Linked DNA regions of Capra hircus: all the other regions are linked to region 2. Evidence: chromatin contacts called from public Hi-C data. All regions are on one chromosome and are shown on one strand. Each heading gives the region's core, a stretch centred on a gene start, on an enhancer-like site or on the middle of the called end of the contact. The rest is flanking DNA. Distances are from core to core; before and after follow the strand shown. Region 1 holds the start of SMUG1 (single-strand selective monofunctional uracil DNA glycosylase). Region 2 holds the start of HOXC6 (homeobox protein Hox-C6). Region 3 has its middle 24 kb from the start of SMUG1.

Region 1 (2,700 bases), core at 47-2,546, 160 kb before region 2:
CCAGTCAGAAGGTCAGGATACTCTTATTTCACTCATTCCAGACAAAAAAGCAGAGACAGGGAGACAGATGTACACAGAAGGAGAGAGACTATACATGAGACTAGGGATAGAGATACATATACATAGGCAGAGAGAGTCAAAGACACAGAGAGGGAGAGAATCCGGCACAAATGAAACCTCAGGAAATAATGGACTTTGTTGAAGGGGATGATTAATTCAGTTTCTGAAGTCTTACAAGAGTAGGGGTGGTTCCTCATCTGTGGTTCAGAGGGTCACTACTCACAGTTCCCTGAAGCTCCTGCTGCACCCTTTAAGTTTTTGTCTGTTGGTAGGAGAGCAGGGGAGGCTAGAGAAGGGGGTCGCATCCTTGTTCTCTCACCTCTTCCTCTTCTGGGATTCACTGGTCTCCACCTGCAGGGAGGCTGCTTTCCTCTGGTCTCAGTCATACCTGTGCTGGGGTATTCAGGAGGTGGGGATGAGAAGAATCTACCAGATAAGTGACCTTATGGGGTTTCCAGTCTAATGACAATATTTTAGTCAGGACACAGACACAGATCCAGCCACAGGACATGAACAGAGCTAGGAGTGGGGACAGCTTTGGACATTAGTATTGGGTTGGGAAGGTGGGAGTGAATGAACTGTTAGATGCAGCCATAGAATCTGTCAAGAAAGGTGTCCTGGACAGAGTATTCCAGAGGTAGGACTGGGAAGGATGGAAGGTAATAGGGCTGGGTAGACAGCAGGGCCGAGGAGGGAGAGAAGTGAAATGGTAAAGCTGTGGAGACAGGGGCTTGGACAGTAATGTGGGATGGAAGAGTCTCAAAGTTATTACTAGGGAGTTTAGCCAGAAGTGCTTTCGTGGGTGTTCTACATACAGTCCTTGGAGGGCTGCATAGGAGAGGTCTCTTATATCTGGAGCAGCAGGAGGGCTAGAAATAGTCTGTAGCCATTGTTAATGCCCTCAGGTGAGTTAAGAGACTGCAGATAGTTGAAGCTCCTTGATTCACAATCCCTTTGAGGAAAGTGTATGAACTTTTGGAAAGGTGATGCCTTTTACAGCTAAAGCCTAGGATCTTCAAGGTCCTTACAGAATGTAGCTTCTCACTTCTCAAGTCGTCTGGATTTAGCCCTGGTGTAAAGAATAAACTACAACCCCCAGAGTTACTTATTGCCAACTTAGCACACTTTCCGGGAATTTGAGTATTTCCGGCGGAAGTGGCCGCAGCTATGCCAATCTCTTTCCCTAAACAAAGTGGACTACAACTCCCACAGTCCTCCGCGCCCGGCGAGGGGGTGGGAAAAGGAACCGGAAACCGGATGGGGCGCTGGACCAGGTGAGGAAGTAGGAGTCTGGGAACCTGGGGCGCTGGGGGGCGGGCTAGGGGCTCCCCCGGCTAGCTGGAGGTGACAGGCGGGGAGTGGAAATGTCTGTGTTTCGGGCCCCCTCTCTCCGTCAGGGGCTCGCCCGGCGCAGAGAAAGCCGAGCCCATGGAACCGCCCCGGAGACCTGCTGAGACGAGGCTTTCCCGTCGGGCGGAGCCCGCGGGCGGACGTGGAGGTTTCTTGTGGATCCTTACTTGTCAGCCCCCTCGAACTAGGAGGGGAGATGAAGTGTTGGGAACTTCTCAGTCCATGCTCTATTAGTATTATTGTTATCATTATTGGTTTTAAGGATTTGCTGATTGTCCACGTGGATTCCTAAAGTGCCCCCAAGGGACACGGGAGTGGACAGTGTCTTGGATTCCTTCTGCCTTTACTGAGTTTAGTGCCAGAGAGCCTAGGTGGCCAGACTTATCGTTGGATCACCCTCCACTTGTGCTTAATGTGACACTGTAATTTATCAGTGATTTCAGAAACGGACATTTCTTGATCTCTGTCCGTGGGTGACTTTACATAGAACTTCCTGGTTTCTCCTTTGGGCTTCCAAGGTGTTTTCTTCAGGACATTAAAGCTGGAATCACAGTATGTCACAGTGTATTACAGTTGTTTATCTGCCATGTCACAGTCGTTTGTGAGTTGTTTATTCATTTTGGATTTCTTCCCCACCAAAAGACTACCACAATGCCTGTCATGTAAGAGACTCATAAATATTGGGGGGGGGAAAATGAGTTAACAGCTGGTGGTAGGTTGGATGGGAATTTTGATTTTCATCTCATAGAGAAGACAGTTAAATGACTTGCTTAGGAGAACCTTAGAGATGAAACCGGGACTAGAATTATAGTCAGTTGACACATAGCCTGTAGCTCTTGCCTTCTGATCAGGCTTTGAAATTCCAGAACATTGAAAATAAGGCCTTGTCACTCTTCTGTGTAACCCTGGCCTTGCTGTCTTCAGGATGGGTCCCTAAAGATCAAAGGTAGGCTCAACCTTAAGACCTGAGAGAGATGCCAGACTTGGAGCAGGCAGTCTGCTAATGTTGGCACTGTATGGGGAGATGCAGAGGAAGGGCCCCGGAGACAACGGAGTTCTCCACAGCGCCCTTCTCAGCCTTTGTTTGAGTCCAGCTGGCCCGGGTAGCCACCCGGACAGATCGGTTAAAGAGTTCTGAGAGCAGTCTAGGGAAGGATTTCCTAAGTTTAGCCCTGACTTTTAAAATTTTTATATTATATTGGAGCATAGTTAAGATGTTTTTTCTCTCTCTTTCCCACTTTCCCAAGGCTAGGGTCAGAGAACAGGTTGATGGATCAAGCTGTTGTGTCA
Region 2 (2,700 bases), core at 56-2,555:
ACCAAGTCCCCCACCCCCACCCCCACCCATCCACCCGCAGTGCAGAGCACCTCCCATCTTTCCATCCGCTCGCGTGGGGGTGGAAGCAGGGGTGGGCAGACGCTCTCCCCTCCGCTGACGCGCACCAGCCACCAGCCTCCTCCCTAATTGCCAATTAACAGGCCCCGCCGCCCGCCTAGCTGCGCTCTCTTCCTGCTCCGCGGCCGGGCCTTGGGCCCGCACTGCGCATGTGTGAGCTCTAGCGGTCGCGCTCTTCGGGAGGGAGGGGGCTGCGGAGCAGGGAGGGGGCACTGGAAAGTTTGTTTGGGGGTTGGGGGGGCTGACTCTGCTCGGAGGGCATTGGTTACAGCTTACAGGTTCTCTCTTCTGCCCTGGATTTTGAGCTCCCGAGCCCCCTCTGTCTCAGTCCCGTTAGGCAAGAGGCCGAAGATCTATAACAGGTAAGGACAAGGTCCGCGCACTAGACCCCGGCCTTGAGCCCCACGCAGTCCTCTGGCCCCCCGACCCCCAACTTCAGCGTACAGTGACATAAGGACAACATACGTCCCCCACTACCATATTCCAGTTTAACCCAATTTCTCCCCCACCCCCACTTTTCCTCCCCATAATTGCCACGCGCCCACCCTCTCGCCCCCTCTCCTTTCTAACCAAGACAAGCCGCTGCTGTCCTTATCTTGAAACCGCCACCCAGCTACGGACCATTAGTTACATATTTGAACCAATAAGGAAACACTTACCGGGCGCTGCTGTCACTCTCCCTCTCCCTCTCTCTCTCTGCCTCTCTCTCCCACTCTCTCTTTCTCGTCTTTGCTCATTCTGTGCCGCTGCCGAGCCTGTCTCAGCTCCACATACATATATATGTATATATATATTTTTATAGAAATTTTAAAATAAAAAAGAAGTCCCAATAATTAAAAAAGCCAAATAAAATTAAGGAGAGATGCAAGAAGGGGGCAGGAGGGAGAGCTTAGGAGAGGGGAGGGGCGGAAGCATCTGCAGCTCCCTATCTCAACTCCTGCTCCCGCATTCCTCCTGCCCCTTGGGGGGCTAGAGGGTCGGGAAGGGAGAGAGGGTGCCCTCTACCCCAGCCTCTCCCCCCGCCCCCCTCCCCAGGTGCTCCCAGCTTCCGGCAACTCCAGCTGGGAGGAAAAAAATTAAATGAGGGGAGAAAATAATTATTAATCAGATTAATAAAAAAAATACTAGTAATGAAGGGAGCGCCCAGCGCAGGTTTCCCTGGCAATGGTTAGGCTCTTACAGGGAGGACTGTTCTGCGGAGCGCTCCGAACGGACAAACCACAATAAAAAGTTCACGTTCATGGATGGAATCCACATGACTTCTTGTGGCCAATCCAACTTGTGAGTCGATCGTAAACTTTTATTACTCAGCTGTAAATTTTCTGCAAACAACCGGGAATGCGATGCATTTGTGTAGCGTGTGCAAATGGGCGCCGCGGTCGCCATGTTTACCCAATTCTCTCGGAGAGGGAGCATCCCCCGACCCCCACCCTACCCCCACCCACCGCCCACTCCCCACGGGCCGGGTTGCTCCTGGCTAGCGCGGAAAGGGCGAAGGGGGGACCTGACAGGAGACAAGGAAGGATTCTGGCGCTGAGTCGGCTGCCTCCCTCTGCCATGCCGAATTTTACATATTTTCCTTAATAAATGGGGTATTAAGGTTGGCTCTGGGGGAGCCACAGCTTTGCAAAGATTTGTGGCATTGGGGCAATGACGGCAGGCCCGGCGCGTGAAGGGGATGCTCAGCATACTCCTGTCATTTTTTTTCTAGGAAGAGAACAACATCCTTCCTATTGGGGGGTAGGGGAAGCCCCCCACTCCACCCAAGATGGGAACAGGAGGGGCAGGCCCCTGGAAGCCTCATAACCAAGACTGACCTGGCCGTGGTCTGAAGAGCGGAGAGGGTTTAGGCCTGCGGAGGCAGCTTGGAGGGGGGGGTGGGGTGGCAGACGAGATAGGGGAGCAGCCTGCAGAACTCCCAAAGTGCCCCTCATCCCCAGATTCTTTTCTCCCCACTCCCACCCCCCCAAGACCATCCCTAGGTCTCCTCCTCAGGTCTCCTCAGTTCCTAGGTTCAGATGGCAGCTTCCTCCTAATCTTTTTAGAATTAAATATAAAATTAAGGTCTATGATCGATCTTAGTTCCCAGTTCTTTTTCCTTTGGGTGCATGGTCATAGGAAGCCTTTTTCTGTCTGGTCAGGTGGCCCAAACCCATCTGCCTTTTTCAGAAAAATTCCAGTGTCTGGGCAACTAGGACACACCTTGCAGGCCCAGAAAAAAGTATCCATTCTTTCCTTGAATTGTACCTTCCATGCTAAACACCAGAGCACGGGAGATTCCAGACCCCTGATTTTGGCAATGAATCCAATGTGAGGAAGCCCAGAATAAATCCCCCCATAGAGACTATTTGCCAACCAGTCACCACCCAGCCACTCTCCCCAACAAGCTGGAGATTTGAAGGCCCAAAGCTCTTCTCTTGGTTCCTGAGTCATGTTGGCATGGGGACTTCCACGGCTGGGTGCCCCACCCCAACCAACAGGGGGTCCCCTCATCCCCTCCCCAAACTTCCTCCACAGTAAGTGAAGCAGTTCCCTCAGCCGGATGCAGGGACCTTGTTTCTTTTACAAACCCACCCATAAATTTTATAACAGGTAGTTAAAAATTACGACAAGGAAGCACTG
Region 3 (2,700 bases), core at 165-2,664, 180 kb before region 2:
TCATTCAGTATTTCTGAACATCTCCTGGTGGGAGAGCCAGGGCACAGCAACAAACAGTCCCTGTCTTAACAATTTGGTGGGTGCAACTGACCAAACGTTTATACTGTGAGTGTTAACAGATGTCATTACAGATTGCCAGGGGTAAGAGAAATCAGGGTGGGAACAAATTTCTCCCAGAGGAGGAAACGTTTTAGCATGGATTTAAGGATGTGTTGGGCCGGCAGACAAAAGGGAGGGGCAGTCTAGGTGGAAACATGGAGCAGATAAAGGTCAGGCAGAGGGAGAGGGCTCGGGGAGTTAAATACCCTCCCGCAGTTTTGTGTTACTGAAGCACATGCTCTTATGTGCCTGGGTCTGGCTGTGATGCAAGAGACAAGGCTAAAGATAAAGAAGAGAGATGCTGGTGAAATGTGAGGGGCTTTCCTTGGTGAGAGTGAACAATACACGGTTTATTCTGCAAGCCTGGCGAGCCCATAGAATTTCAAACGCTGACCATGATTAGTCCTGTATTTTGGCAAGGGGCTTCCGGAGGCAGGGCTACCACCTAGAAGGCTACGCATTAGTCCTGGCAGGAAAATCTGCCCTGAAATCCCTGGCCTGAAGCGTCAGAGCAAGACGAATACGTCGCTTGACCCAGAGAGACGAAGAACGGGGATCTGGGCTTTTAGGCCTGGCCTGGGGCTGGCCCAGGCAGACAGACCCTCGGAAGGTGGCGCGAACTGGGGGAGGCGGCTCGGGGAGGCGTGAGACCCCGCTAGCGCCCGAGGCGTGAACAGACCCGGCAGAGGCGCGCGGAGAGATGGCTCCCGCCGCGCCGGGCCCGCTGGCCAGGAGCCACCCGCCACGAATTTATGGTCCAAAACCGGATGCAGCTGTGCACAGCTGGCGATGCAAATGTATGCAAATTCACACTGCCCGGACAGGGCTCGGTCGCCGGCAGCGTCAAAGGGGGATGGGGCGGGGAGTGGCGCAGCCTAGTGAGTACTCTTCCGCTCAGAGTTCCGGCAGGGTGTGTGGGGTGCATCATCCCTGCCCTGACGGTCCCCTCTCAGGCCTGTGACAGTCTACTGTGACCAACGTGGAGTCCCCTTCCTGTTCCCGACGACCCTGTGCACCCCGCCCCTCACCCCTCACCCCTAGGATGCGGGCTGAGGGACGGCCCCGGCTCCTGCGCTCTCTGAGCTTCCCGGCTGGTGAGAGCTTCCTTCTCCGAGCGGAGGCAGCCGCACCGCAGGGGCTGATAATCCCACACTCGCCTCAGCCTCAGGAACGAATCTCTCCTCACCGCCTGGGGAGGGTCGGAAGGCCCGTTTCTTTCCATCCTTTCATTGCGATGAGTTGAGTCCTCCCAAAACCGCTTCTGGAAAAGTCCTTCCAGATGTCTAACCACAGTCACACGTGCTACTGCTTCAGACATTTTCCCTGTGATTTGGTAAGAACACTATTCGCGAAGTACCGGTGGTTGCGTTTTGAGGGTGTGGAAGTGGGATGAAGGATTGCCGGGCACGGCTAGCCTCTGAGCACCCCCTCGCCTCCCCCACCCACCCCCCGTCAGGCAAGACCTAGAAGGGAGTCTGGCTGTCCTCTCCCGGCTGTTGCCCTCTTTTCTTGCCTGCTCTTCCCACAACGGCCACAAGGGGTCTTCCTTGCGCTAAGAATGGGAAATCCTTGCGCCAGGTCAGAGCGCCGGGAGGCTCCGGCGCCTGGCGCAGTGTCCTCTCTGCGGTCCCCAAGCATTCAGACCCGCAGGCGTCCGGCTAGCCCCGCCCTACCTTCGTGGCTTCACCCGGTTGCAGATGACCTTCAGCTCTCTTGACTCGAGCTCCGGACTGGAGATCGGCACTCTTGGATCTCTTGCTCCTTCCTCCAAGCTTTGGAAGCAGCAGAAGGCTAAGAGTGAGTCGAGGGGAGGAACTCAGGCCGGACACATAGTAGGCGCTCAGTAAATATTTTTGAGATGAATGAAAGAACGTGGCGGTGTCCTGTTCAGAAGCTGGGGGAGGGGACCTCAAAAAACCAGAGGACACCATAGAGGCAGCGCACTCAATGCCCTACTGGGGAAACTGAGGCCGTCTGTGGATCATGGCGAGTGGGACTTGGACATCAGCACAGGCGGGGAGGTCCGGTACAGAGAAGGGATACTGGAAGGGAGAGGACAACCAATCAGAAAACACTTTGGGTTATTTTGACCAGGAAAGGCGAGAGAAACGAAGATCACGAGGATCCCTAAAAAGAGGCCTTGTCAGAATGGGGAAATAGGATGTGGAAAAGGGGCTGGAGGCTTGGATTCTTTAGCTAAAAGGAGGAAAGTTAAAGCACCCACTTTCTCCCATGAGGACAGAACTTGTTAAGTTTAGCTGCAGCAGGCAGAATGGTGGTCAGACACCAGGAAGGACTTCCCCATTTGGAGTCAGACCTGCGGTGTATAGTGTAAGGGGGTAATGATTCCTTGTACTCAGGAGCTGGAGGCGAGTTACCCGAAACCACGGAAGTCCGTCAAGGGTGGTTGGGGGTGGGAAGGGTAATATAGTTTCAGAGTTAGACACAGTTGGCAGAAGCCTAGGTGGCGGCGGCAACCCTTCCCCCACGGAAGCGGCTGCAGGACCCAAGGGGTTGGCGGCATCTGACCAGGTGCTCTCACTCTGACCGCCCACGGGCAGAGACGCTGGGTGGCCCTGCGACGCGCCCCCGCTGGGGCTT

The links. Hi-C and Micro-C count contacts between places; a contact is called where the count stands out from the background.
Region 1: a contact with region 2 is called in a Hi-C map of blood, with 3 times the contacts expected there. The contact joins the promoter of SMUG1 here to the promoter of HOXC6 in region 2. A contact is called at or near these places in 2 of 5 Hi-C or Micro-C datasets (both in blood).
Region 3: a Hi-C map of blood shows a contact between it and region 2, with 2.6 times the contacts expected there. The contact joins the enhancer-like site here to the promoter of HOXC6 in region 2. A contact is called at or near these places in 3 of 5 Hi-C or Micro-C datasets (blood and liver).

Annotation. Positions count from the first base shown.
Region 1 is chr5:25,593,285-25,595,984 of ARS1.2, forward strand. SMUG1 (single-strand selective monofunctional uracil DNA glycosylase) reads left to right here and starts at 1,297. Exons shown (of 3, transcript XM_005679861.2): 1 at 1,297-1,334.
Region 2 is chr5:25,752,915-25,755,614 of ARS1.2, forward strand. HOXC6 (homeobox protein Hox-C6) reads right to left here and starts at 1,306. Exons shown (of 3, transcript XM_018047654.1): 1 at 738-1,306.
Region 3 is chr5:25,569,122-25,571,821 of ARS1.2, forward strand. No RefSeq gene overlaps it. Among named protein-coding and RNA genes, the nearest start is that of SMUG1, 24 kb to the right of the region's middle. Within about 2 kb of position 1,415, at least 3 of the 5 cell types and tissues checked have an H3K27ac peak or open chromatin away from gene starts, as enhancers often do.